2 separate regions of the Hordeum vulgare genome follow, and region 2 is linked to region 1. Evidence: chromatin contacts called from public Hi-C data. All regions are on one chromosome and are shown on one strand. The core of a region is the stretch at or near the end of the contact, and the rest is flanking DNA. Distances in the headings are between cores, read along the strand shown.

Region 1 (5,860 bases), core at 1,777-4,276:
GGAGAATTTATAATGTATCTATCCAAGATCTCATGCCTTCTTTCATGGAGGGTCTAGCTGTCATCATAGTCCTCATCATAGTTGCTTAGAAGTGATTGATAAATTCTGTCTTGCACCAGTTGATTGAACACTGAATACGTTCAAATACTTCATCATTTCTTTGGCACCATATACTCCAACATCCAGTAATCAACACTTCCATGAAGTGGGCAATATTGTATCTGTGCTTGGCATCAATGACCATATTGTGTAAATTTTCATATGTATTCCATCCGATTCCAATGCTCCACTAAAAGCTTGACTGAAAGGCGGCCAAAAAAATAGGCGTGTTCTCTCCTCCATAGGGTGATCCTCACATAATGAGCATTGGGTGTTGTCTAATTGCAAACAACATTCTTGTTAATAGATCACATGTGTTGATCCAATCATGAAGCATGAGCCACCAGAAGAACTTGTGTCTTGGTATGCAACATGATTTCCATAACCAGATCATTGGTGGGTGGGGGTGATGTCTGTTGTGCTCATGAGTGCCTTGTATACTTTCTCGGTTGTGTATCCATGGTCTCCCCATATAAATTTCCATGAGTCTTTCTCCTGATTATGGTTGATTCCCTCCAGTGAGTTGCTGAGTTGTATGGACCGTTTGTGTGCAATATTGGATAGTGACAGCTGGAACAAGGAGTAATAGTTGTGTGCAATTTTTTCCTTTAAGATGTTGTCATTATCACCAAAAGAGTGCAGTTCAGGGAATCTGTCCATCAGGATTTGTCCACACCATTTGTCTTTTCATAGTAGTATAGTATTACCTGAATTTGTCCTCGCATGTGGTGAGTTTGTTGTAGATGTCATACAGTCTCTCCACTAGAAAGATCCTTTGCTATTTTCATTATTTTGCATTGGTTATCTTTGATTTTTAATTTATTATTATGGTTTTCTAAGTTTTTTTTGTTTCTACTAATTTTTTTTTGTTTCTACTAGTATTTATGTTTCTTTGTCATTTTTCACCTAGTTCTTTTTAGTTCAACACGCGTCAACTTTTTGTAATACGCATTCAACATTTTTCATATACATTAGAAAATGTTTTTATATACGTGTTTAACATTTTGGAATACATGATTAACATTTTTGAAAATATATTTCTATATTTCTAATTCATTCCATATACAATGCATATTTTGGAATTATATCTAATATGTTTTTAATATATGTTTAAAATAAATAAATACAAGATTAACATTTTTTTAATACATGATCAACAATTCTCAATACACAGTGAATAGATCTTTATCAGTAATAAGCATTTTTACACACACAATGTACATCTTTCATATACATCAAGAACATTTGTTATATTCATGTTTTAATATTTTAAAATACAGGATTGAATTTCTTTAAATATATATTTTCATGTCTACTTTTATTTAATGTATGTTGTATATTTTCATATACACCTAAAACAATTATACCCATTTAACATTACTTACATACATGAACAACATTTTATACATATTGTATTTTTTTGTGTATGTTCGTCGTATACATAGAAAAATCTATAACCATTCAACATTTTTCTAATGTTTGACCAACATTTTTATATGCTTGATTAACATTTTTGTGATATATGTGCAACTTTTTACATACACATTTTATACTTTTTTGTATAGATTTTTATATACATGAGAAACATATTCTCGATAAACATTTACATTTTTAAAATGCTTGATTATTATATTTTAAATAAATTACGCAGGTGATATTTGTAATATATTGACTATTCGTCATCCTTACTTATTCCTCATCCTAGCTATACCGCATGCTCCAGCTACCAAAGAAAAGTGTGGAATGTATATTTACTGGTAGCAACTAATGGAGGAGCACTCTTCAAGAACCTCAAGGGTCACTCAGCGTATGCCAGGTGTCGTGTTCTAGACACTATCTTTGATTTTTTTTTTCTATACTTGTTTTCGATTTTTAGATGGTTTTTCTTGGGGATCTTTTGGCTTTTCGGTTTTGCGATTGTTCATTGGCGGTAGATAGACTAGCGATCGTTTATTTGTGGTAGATAGACTAGCGCGCTGAGCATAAATTGAGGAAAAGCAAGCGACCCAGACTGGCCAGTTTTAGGAACTTTTGGAGGGTTCCTGGCTGGTTTTGAGGACCTTGTTAACGTTATTGTTTCCTCTTTTTTTCTTTCATTTTTTGTATTTTTCTGAAAATCAAAAATCCAGAAATTTTCAAACTCTATTCAAGAGGTGGAAATTTCAATGATAGTTTGTGTTTTTAAAAAATTGCTAGAAATGTCAAAATAATCTTTAAAATTTTAAAAATGTTTACACTATTTTAGAAAATGTTCACAATTTTAAAGATTATGCATAATTGCAAGAGATCTTCACATATATTTTCATCGCTAAATATTTGTTTCAGAACCATGAACCAATTTTGAACTTATTAACATGTTTTGAATTCTTGAATATTTTTCAAATCCGCAAACATTTTCTAAATTCATGAACTTATTTGAATTCTTGAAATTTTTTAAATTTATTAACATGTTTTGAATTCGTGAATATTTTTCAAATCCGCAAAAATTTTCTAAATTCATGAACTTATTTGATTTCTTGTACATTTTTAGATTTATTAACATGTTTTGAGTTCGTGAATATTTTTCAAATCTGCAAACATTTTCTAAATTCATGAATTTATTTGATTTCTTGAACATTTTTAAATTTTGAATTCAGATTTTCTTTTCAAATATATGTGTATTTTGTGAAATTGGAAATTATTTTTGAATTTGTGAACATTTTTTGAATTTGTGAACATTTTCTGATTTAATAATAATTTGTTGAATTAGCTTTTTTTTTTAAAATGATACTCTTTTGAATTCATAATTTTTTGAATTTATAAACTTTTTAACTTAAAAGTAAACATATCAAAATAAAAAAAATCATTATGCTTGCAGGGCCAGGGCCAGGTTGCGTAGGCGACACGGACGACGCAAGCGACTTGCTTTCTCTGAATGCTACATGGCAGCTTCGGAGGAAGGGTACTTTCCCTATCTAGGGGAACCAAGAGCCAACAGGATTGGGCCTAAGGGGCCTTAAGCGGGGAGGCTGGTTGGGCAAGAAAGGATCGCGCTTAGTGAGTTGGGTTTTACTGTTCCATTGACCTTTTGCATAGGCTGTGGCATGTTGGCCTCTATCTGGCACACTCACTAATCCAATGCCTTCACTTAGCCATGACTGCTTAAGGGCATTTCTAGCGTATCCATAAAAAAATAAAGGAACAAACGGTTGACTAAACTTTAGTATAATATTTTTACTTTATTAAGTTTTGATTGTTTCTAGCCGATAGATTTAGCAGAGTAAAACTTACAGCTCGCAGTACGGACAACCTAGAGCTAGCTCGTCCTCAGGGAGACGAGCAGATTCACGGTTTGATCGCGTCAGGTTTCGCCAATGTCCTCTCCACGTCTCCAAAATCTCGGAGGTTTGTCTACACCATCCCGTAGGTGCAGAAATTCTTTCGAGTCTCACAGCTGCCGGTGCTCTCCATTGCTGCACAACAGACACGAAGTCAGGAGTGTATTTTTATCTACTATGTCCTGATATACCGTCGATATGATTACATGTTAGCGGGTCATCACCGGCACCGCGAGCGGCATCGGCAAGGCCTCAGCCATGGAGGTCATCAGGAATGACATCAAGGTCATCATCGCAAACGTGCAGAACAACCTGGGCCGCTCGATCGCCGTGGAGCTTCAACCGGACATGGCCTACGTTCGGTGTGACGTGACGTCTCCAACAAGGCGTGGATAGCCACGGCCGTTGACCTCGATGTGAAGCGGCATGTACATCTGGAAAGAAACGCCAGCATGTTTGTGCCCGTGACACACAGTGTGGTGGGTGGCGTGGACCTCGCCAACTTCGGCTCCGTGATGGCGGTCAACTCCTGGTCGAGAGTCGTCTCCATCAAGAACGGGGCGCGTGTCATGAGGCTAATGGCTCATGTGCGACGTATTTTGTAAAAATTCAAAGGAGTGTGACGTTATTAGAGATAATAGTTGTGGTGTGATACATTTAAGCGTGTAAATAGCCCATGGCCACATGAGGTGTTAAATGATGTTAAATTGGTCATCAGCCAAGCCCGTTTATGTTAAGACATGTGGGTCCAACTTAGCTAACACTGCGTCTAGTCAAAACAACTGACTGTACCCAGCCGCCCGACCGTGCCCCCACTCCCACTCCGTCCCCCCTTCTTCTCCGACGGCGGCGGATCTTGCATTCTCGGCGGCGATGGCTGGGGAGCCCTCGTTCTCAGCGGCGGTAGAGCCCTCGTTCTCAAAAAATGGTGAATGATTTCGACCCCTATTACCGCTCCCCTGTCGGGCCCGTAGATCTCAGCTCGTTCCTCTATTTTTTGCTTGTTGAATCGATAGGTTGTGAGGGGAACTCGTGGGCATATTGAGATGGAGCCGCCTGATTCAACTTCGAATAGGTAATGCGCCTCTCTCCGGTCCAATTTTGAATGTAATTAGGGCCTCCTCTGCTCTTTCTCACAGTGGCCACCACTCGCAGAGGGGATGCTGCTGCTCGGACCTTCGAATTGACCATCAATTTCTTTCCATCGAAGGCAAAATTAGTTGATGGTAGCATACAAAACATTGAGAGGGACACAATTGTTACATGGGAGGTTGAGTTTACAGAGATTGATCCACAAGTTCTACAGAGCATGGGAGAGAAGGCGGTGAAGAAATGTGTGGAGAAAATTGGGGAGAGTAGTGTTTGGGGTCCAGAGCAAGAAGTACCACTATTGCGGTTTGATGATTGGGAAGGAGAGTATGTCAAGATAGAAGATGGTGAACATATTGTTGAAGAAATCGATCGGTAAAACGGCTAGACAAGCAAACCAGCTATTTTTTTTGCTGAACTCGTTGATCTGAATATTTGTTCGAAGGTTCGATATGTGCCATCAGACTTGGTTGTGCAGATGGTAGATGATGATTGGGATTCACACAGGCCATTGATGCCCATGTGCACTGAACTCACAGTTAGCCGAAGAGGGACAGGTGTCTGGAACTGAAACTGCAGCTATTATTGATTGGAATGAAGTTGAATTGGATCAGCCTACTGATTTGGTCATTACACCAATGCATGACATTGAGATGACCAAACTTTTTGGCATTCCAGTCGATGTCAGACATAAGGAGAGGGGTGAATCTAGTTTTCCTGCTAATGCCGATGAAGATGTAGATGGACAGTTGATGGAAGAAGCTGCAAATGATGTAGATGATGCCCATGATGATGAGCTGGTGCATGTGTATGACAAGGAAAACCGTGTCATTGCAGTGGGGAAGTTGTTCCCAAGCATGGATTAGTTTAGGATGTGTTTCAAGACTTATGCGGTGAAACACGAGTTTGATGCCAAGACTTTTTGGACTGATAGAAAGAAGTTTTACGCGAGGTGTAGAGGATTTGATGGTAGTGTCAAGCCTTGCAAGTGGTACATATCTGCTAGACAGCAACCTGATGGAAGTACTATCAGGGTTAACCAAATCCCCAATCAACATACTTGTATTACACGTTCATAGATAGTATCAACCATGAGATCACAACTTTGTGTTGCAGAAAAGATCACCCCAATTTTAGCCAAAACACCAAACACTACTGCCAAGAAACTCAAAGTAGACTTGGAAAAGAAGTAACCCATTAAACTGAAATATACCACAATGTGGAAGGAAAAAACAAAGGGCAATATAAAATTTATATGGTGATTGGGAAAATACATTTAGGATGCTTTACAACTTCAAAGCAAAGGTGGAGAAGAGGTCACCTGGCGATGTTGTGGAGATAGATACTAAGGTACC
Region 2 (5,860 bases), core at 2,474-4,973, 610 kb after region 1:
GAGCCCTTTCAAAAAGTTGTATTTTATGCCCCTCCTTGATACCTTCCAGCTACGTCCTTTATGAAAACTTGCAATTGCGATCCTTCTTAAAAAATATAAGTGCATCACTCCTTAATAACATGCAATTGCGACCTAACTTGTAAACATGCAATTGCTACCTCATTTAAAAACATGCAACTGGGTCCCTCTATGAATATTTGCTGCTGGGACCCGACTTGAAACTTCAAATTACCATCCGACTTGCAGTTGCGACCCTATTTGAATACTTGTAGTTGTGACCCCATTTAAAAACTTGAAGTTTAGACCGAACTTGAAAACTACCCGCTTTGAATACTTGCAGTTGGGACCACATTTAAAACATTGTAGTTGACAGTTGTGATCCCTGACTTAAAAGCTTGCACTTGCGACCATATTTAAACCCCTGCAGTCGTGATTCAATTTTGAAGCCTTAGAGTTGCGACCCCATTCTAAAACTTACAGTTGCAGCCCGATTTGAAAACTTGGAGTTGCAGCCTGAATTTAAAACTTTGTCCATATCAAAGTTTTGACTAAAATTCATGGAAAAACATTTTCACTCGAATGAAAAAAGAGTACATGAAAAAAATAAGATTAATAAGTAAATATGGGATAAAAACTAAAATAGGAAAACAGAAAATGTAGAAAATGGAAAATCTAAAAGAACAGAAAGAGTAAAAGAAAAAGCAAACGCGCAAGATCAAACAAAGGCAGAAAAAGACCAAAGTTGAAAAGGCACACATGGTCCATTACGCACATGTAGCTCAACACATAAAAAGAAACAAGGCAGCCTTGTTCCCAAAACATATGCGCCGAACCTATATCTCGCTTGCAGCGAGATATATGCTTCCCTCGCCTCAGGCTTGGCGTGGCCAGCGCTTCCGATTACTGTAGCAATTCGTTTCTTTTTTCCGCTTTTTTTTTCCTTTCTGTCCTTGTCCAGGTTTATTATTGTGTGGTTCTTTTGTTCGTTTTCACTGTTTCGCCTTGGAGCTTTTTTGTTCTCTTTTTTCTTTGTTTTCTTTTTTTCTTCAGTTTATTTTTCTCTTCATTATAATTCGATTTCGTTTGTGTTTTTCACAGATTTTTGGTATTTTTTTAATTCTACCTGAGTTTTATTATTTTATTTGTTTTTCTATTATTTTCTGATTTGTTGTTTTTTATTTGTTCTCTATTATTTTTTGATTTGCTGGTTTTATTGGTTTCTTTGACACACGGCTATCTTTTATAGTACAGAATATACATTTTTAAGTGTACACATAAATCATTTTTTATACACGCTAAATATTTTGTAAATACATGATGTGCATCTTTCTCTTAAGACATGTTTTTAACACCTTTTTTAGTGCATGATAAACAAAATAGTTTAATTTGAGCTGTCTGAAACGTCTAATAAAAAGTATGAAATGAGTAATACACATTTTATAAAAACTGCACAAATATTTTCTTTCAGTGTATACATATTTTTAATCCATTAGTCGAGCTCGTGAACGGGACTAAATCAAGCTACTCTTCATATCCAAATCAATTGGCGCAGGCCCTACACAATGTTCATCTTATATATTGTATAGAGGCTATGTCAATTAATTTGGATAGGAGGAGTAACTCAGTCTTAGCAACCCCTCGTTAAATTGTAGCGTTCACCCTGTGCAAAGAAAACGAAAATGCAGTGTTGATGCCTCGGAATGTTCTCTTTTTCTTAAGGAATCAGCAAGAGCTCTACCTTTTTATATAGAAGAAGAAGAATTGGTCAGTTAATAAGGAAAACCGATCGAAAACTGATACAACAAACGATCCACACACCGACCCCGAGGCCGCGCATCCGCCGAGCCGTCAACTCCGTTGCCCGAGCAACTGAAATCGACACCCTACAACCCTATTCCGGAGCCGCCGCTCTGACTTACAACCAACAAGAACACACACCGACCCCGAGGCCGCGCATCCGACAAGCCGCCAACTCCGTCACCTGAGCAACCGAGGCCGACACCCAACAACCATCTCTGGAGCCACTGCTCCGACATCCACACTTGCCCCGAGGCCACGTTTCAGCCGAGTCGATGGTTTTGTCGCCCAAGCTACCAAAAGCAACACCAGACGCAGAGGAAATCTCCGGAGCCGTTGCTCCGACTTCCACACCGGCCCCAAGGCCACACAGACACCTGGCAGGCAACAAAACTCCAAAGCCACGAGAGCTGACAAGGGACCGGACCTCCAAAGACATCGCCCCCAAGAAGAAAGCGACCGAACGCATCGATGCCTGCTGCGGCCAAGGCCGGAGCTAAGGTTTTCACCCGGAATTTGACTGAGACGATAAGGGAGGTGAAGAGGTTCCACACGACAACGCCTCAAAGGAGGGAAACGACGTTCAAAGACGTAGTCGCCGTCGGCATCAACCGAGGTCATGCTAGGCTTTCGCCCGGAGCTCACCAAACCCATTGCCATCGCAGCCCGCCGACGTCCCTTGCAAGAATCCCTGATGCACCAGAGAGCCTGCCTCCGCCAACCACCAATCACACACGGCTAGCAAAAATCACACCGCACCTCACACCGTCGTAGCCGACCCGCTCCAGCCACGACTTGCAACGCCGCCGCGCTGCCATCCTCCACATCTCTGAGAGCGGCAAAGCAGCACCACCGCCTTCACCGGGAGCGGCAAAGCACCGACTGCCCAAGACGAGCAAGCTCGCTGAGCCTAGATCTGGCCCAACCGGGCCCAGATGCATCGTCGCGTCCAGATCCAGGACGCCGTCGGCCTCGTACTGCCGCCCCTCTGCCCGCTCGCGCCGCAGCCACTCCGCCAACTTGCGCCGCCCCACCACCCGCGCGGCGGCCGCGCACCGTCCAGCCATCCGCGCGCATTGGCTGCGTCACAACGCCTCCAGCTCGCTCCGTCCGTGCCGCGTACGCGCGCGTGCCGGCCTCGCCGTGTTCGCGTCGGCCGCACACCTTCGGTGCCACCCAAGCTGCCGCCGACCCGACGCGTCCTGCGGAGCCGCGCACCTCCACAGAGCTGGTCGTCCCGCGCCGCCCGGACGCCTTGTGAGGAGGGATGAGCCCCGCCGCCACCGACGCACGCACAGGCTTTGCCTGGCGGCGTCTCCCGACAACGGCGAGGGAGGGGAGAGGCGAGATGTGGGTTGGCGGCGGCAGAGGCTAGGGTTGCGCCCGGACCGCTCGCGGGAGCGGCATAGAAACTATGGATCTCCTCCCCTCCTTTTTTCTTTTAGGGATTGATGCCTCGGACGTCTTTTTTTTCTTTTCTTTTTGAGGGATTGATGCCTCGGATGTCCGTCGTGTCCTCACGGTGACTGTTGTTGTTTGGCTTGGTCGCCTCACGACTGGCACGGGAGGGAGAAGAGCCGTCCGGCCGGCCGGCTACTTTTCCGCGTGCATCGATCCAAATCCAACACCACGTCGAGTCGACGCAGGCACATGATCAATCAATCAGCAGGGTCCCTACAGTTCCCGACCTTGACTTTAGCAGCCATGGTGGGAACTCACGGCCACGCGTATTCAAGGAAGGCGGTCCAGCCAGCGAACACCAGCGCCATCCTACTGTTCCTCTCCTCGTCGCCGGCCGGGTCCTCTGCTCTTGCTCTGCTGCTACCGTGGCCAGCACACGTACACTGCACCTGCACCTGCATGACTTGTCAAACAAACCAACCAACGACAACCCAAGCTCTATAAAAACAACCCAGGCCAGGCGAGTTAAGCACCCATTACTGCTGTGCAGTTGACGCTCACTGTGCCGTCCTTGTGAGGGTGACAAGTACTTCAGCTAAGCTAAGCTAGCCACCATGGCGAGCAGCGGCAGCCTGGCCGGTCTGGCGGTGCTGCTCACCGCCGTGCTGTGCCTGCAGCTGCCGGTCCACAGCCGCGCCCAGCTGCGCGTCGGGTTCTACAACACCACCTGCCCCAACGCCGAGGCCATCGTCCGGCAGGCCGTCACCGCCGCCTTCGCCACCAACTCCGGCGTCGCCGCCGGCCTCATCCGCCTCCACTTCCACGACTGCTTCGTCGAGGTACGTGCGCGCGTGCGTACCTGTTGCATGTGTAGCATGCATGATCAGGAGCAGTCGCACATACTAGTTGCTTTGCTTTTTGTACTCCAAGAGCTACTACGTTTTTTCAAGACATACGCTCACAACATGCATGCATACCCATCTCTTATAAACATATGTACGTACACATTATTACTACTGGCACGTTTGAAAGATTGGACTGACATCTCTTAAGATTGAGCTAACAGATCATACCTACGTCGAAATTCAAATGAATTCAGAGAGTATGGCAGCAGTCATGTCAAATCTACGATGCTTGTTCTACCATAATTAAATAACCTAACCAATTAAGTTTTGCTTAGTTTGCAATTTCATGCTAAGAGCGTCTACAGTCCAACCCCTCAAACATATCTCAAACACCCGGACAACCCGTCCTGTCATTGACCGACCACAAAAAAAAAATCCAGCCGAAACCCTTACACCCATCTCAAACACCCGGACTGACCAGTACGTCCGGTCAGTCTGCCACGCAGGGACGAAGCCAACATGCAAGCATAAGGGGGACAAGTTTGTTCATGGAGGGGGCAAAGTTCATACGAAGTAAAAAAAAATAGCTATAACAACCATTATATAGAAAAATCAATTTGTTAGGGGGGTCTAGCCCCCCTTGTCCCCCCTAGAATCGTCCCTGCTGCCATGTAAGACGCGACCGCATCCTGGACTATTTTTTTCTCTTTCTTTATTCATTTTTTTTTTCATCAATCACGTGCACTGAGTAGGCACGTCCGCGGACGTTTGAATGAACAGATTTGCAAGTTCTGGTTGTAGATGCTCTAAGCTACCTAGCCGCATATGTTTTTCATATATACGACGCGTGTATCTTTTCTGCATTTTTGTCATGTCTAAACTTTGTTCATGAAATTAAATAGCTCATGTAATTGCCAAGGTCCTTATTCATCTTCGAACGGAGAACATGCTAACCATCTTTATTATTGGTCTCAAATGGATGAGAATAAAGAGGAGCCTTTGGACATGATAGTAACAAAATGGCCCTTTTGAAGTCAGATGCATGGTAACCAGAAACTTTCCAACTAACTAAAAACTTTACGTCTGCGTCAGGGCGTTCAAAACTTCACATGTTAATACCTAATTTGGTACTATTAGCGATAAGCTTGTAATCCTTCATGAAAGGGAAAGACATGCCCAAAGGTGTACACAAGGACAATTAACTTGGAACGTAACGATTTTGAGTTGAACACAACAAGGTACGCGACGGTGACTACTAATACTAATCAATTAATGGAGGGAAACATGTGGAGCTCACTCTTGTTCTGACCACATACCATACGTTGACGGCGTGTCACCTCGCTAGTTTGGTAGTTTAGGTGTCACATTTCACACTATTCAGTGAGTCAGACAATTATACATGCGACTACTAAACAACTATACCAATCGCCAAACATGAAATGAGGCACAGGTTATTAGATGTATATATATGCGTATATGCTTGCTACGCCATATATACCTGCCATGTGTGGTAGGTTAGGTGTCACATTTTCACAGATATGGACTATTCAGTAAGTTAGACAATTATCCGCATATATACTTGTTTGAAGTATACGTACATGCGACTACCAAAAAACTACTACTCGTAGTAGTCAAACATGGTATATGATGCACATATGATTAAATACATGCTTGCTACGTCGTGTACTACCTACTATGCCACGGACATAGAGGTTGATAATGTCTAATTTGTCTCCGTCCAGCACGTACCTGTCTTTGCAACAGCTAGGTTCAGGAATGGTACGCTGGCATTTTCTATAAGCATAAAATTAATTAAT

The links. Hi-C and Micro-C count contacts between places; a contact is called where the count stands out from the background.
Region 2: a Hi-C map of seedling shows a contact between it and region 1, with 3 times the contacts expected there. The contact joins the promoter of LOC123411638 here to the enhancer-like site in region 1. A contact is called at or near these places in 2 of 6 Hi-C or Micro-C datasets (leaf and seedling).

What each region holds. Positions count from the first base shown.
Region 1 is chr7H:485,372,650-485,378,509 of MorexV3_pseudomolecules_assembly, forward strand. No RefSeq gene overlaps it. Among protein-coding and RNA genes, the nearest start is that of LOC123413310, 42 kb to the left of the region's middle. Within about 2 kb of position 3,027, at least 3 of the 3 cell types and tissues checked have open chromatin away from gene starts, as enhancers often do. A contact at or near this core is called in leaf and seedling, where this site is marked.
Region 2 is chr7H:485,977,909-485,983,768 of MorexV3_pseudomolecules_assembly, forward strand. LOC123411638 (peroxidase 1-like) reads left to right here and starts at 3,724. Exons shown (of 2, transcript XM_045104601.1): 1 at 3,724-4,037. The coding sequence starts at 3,813.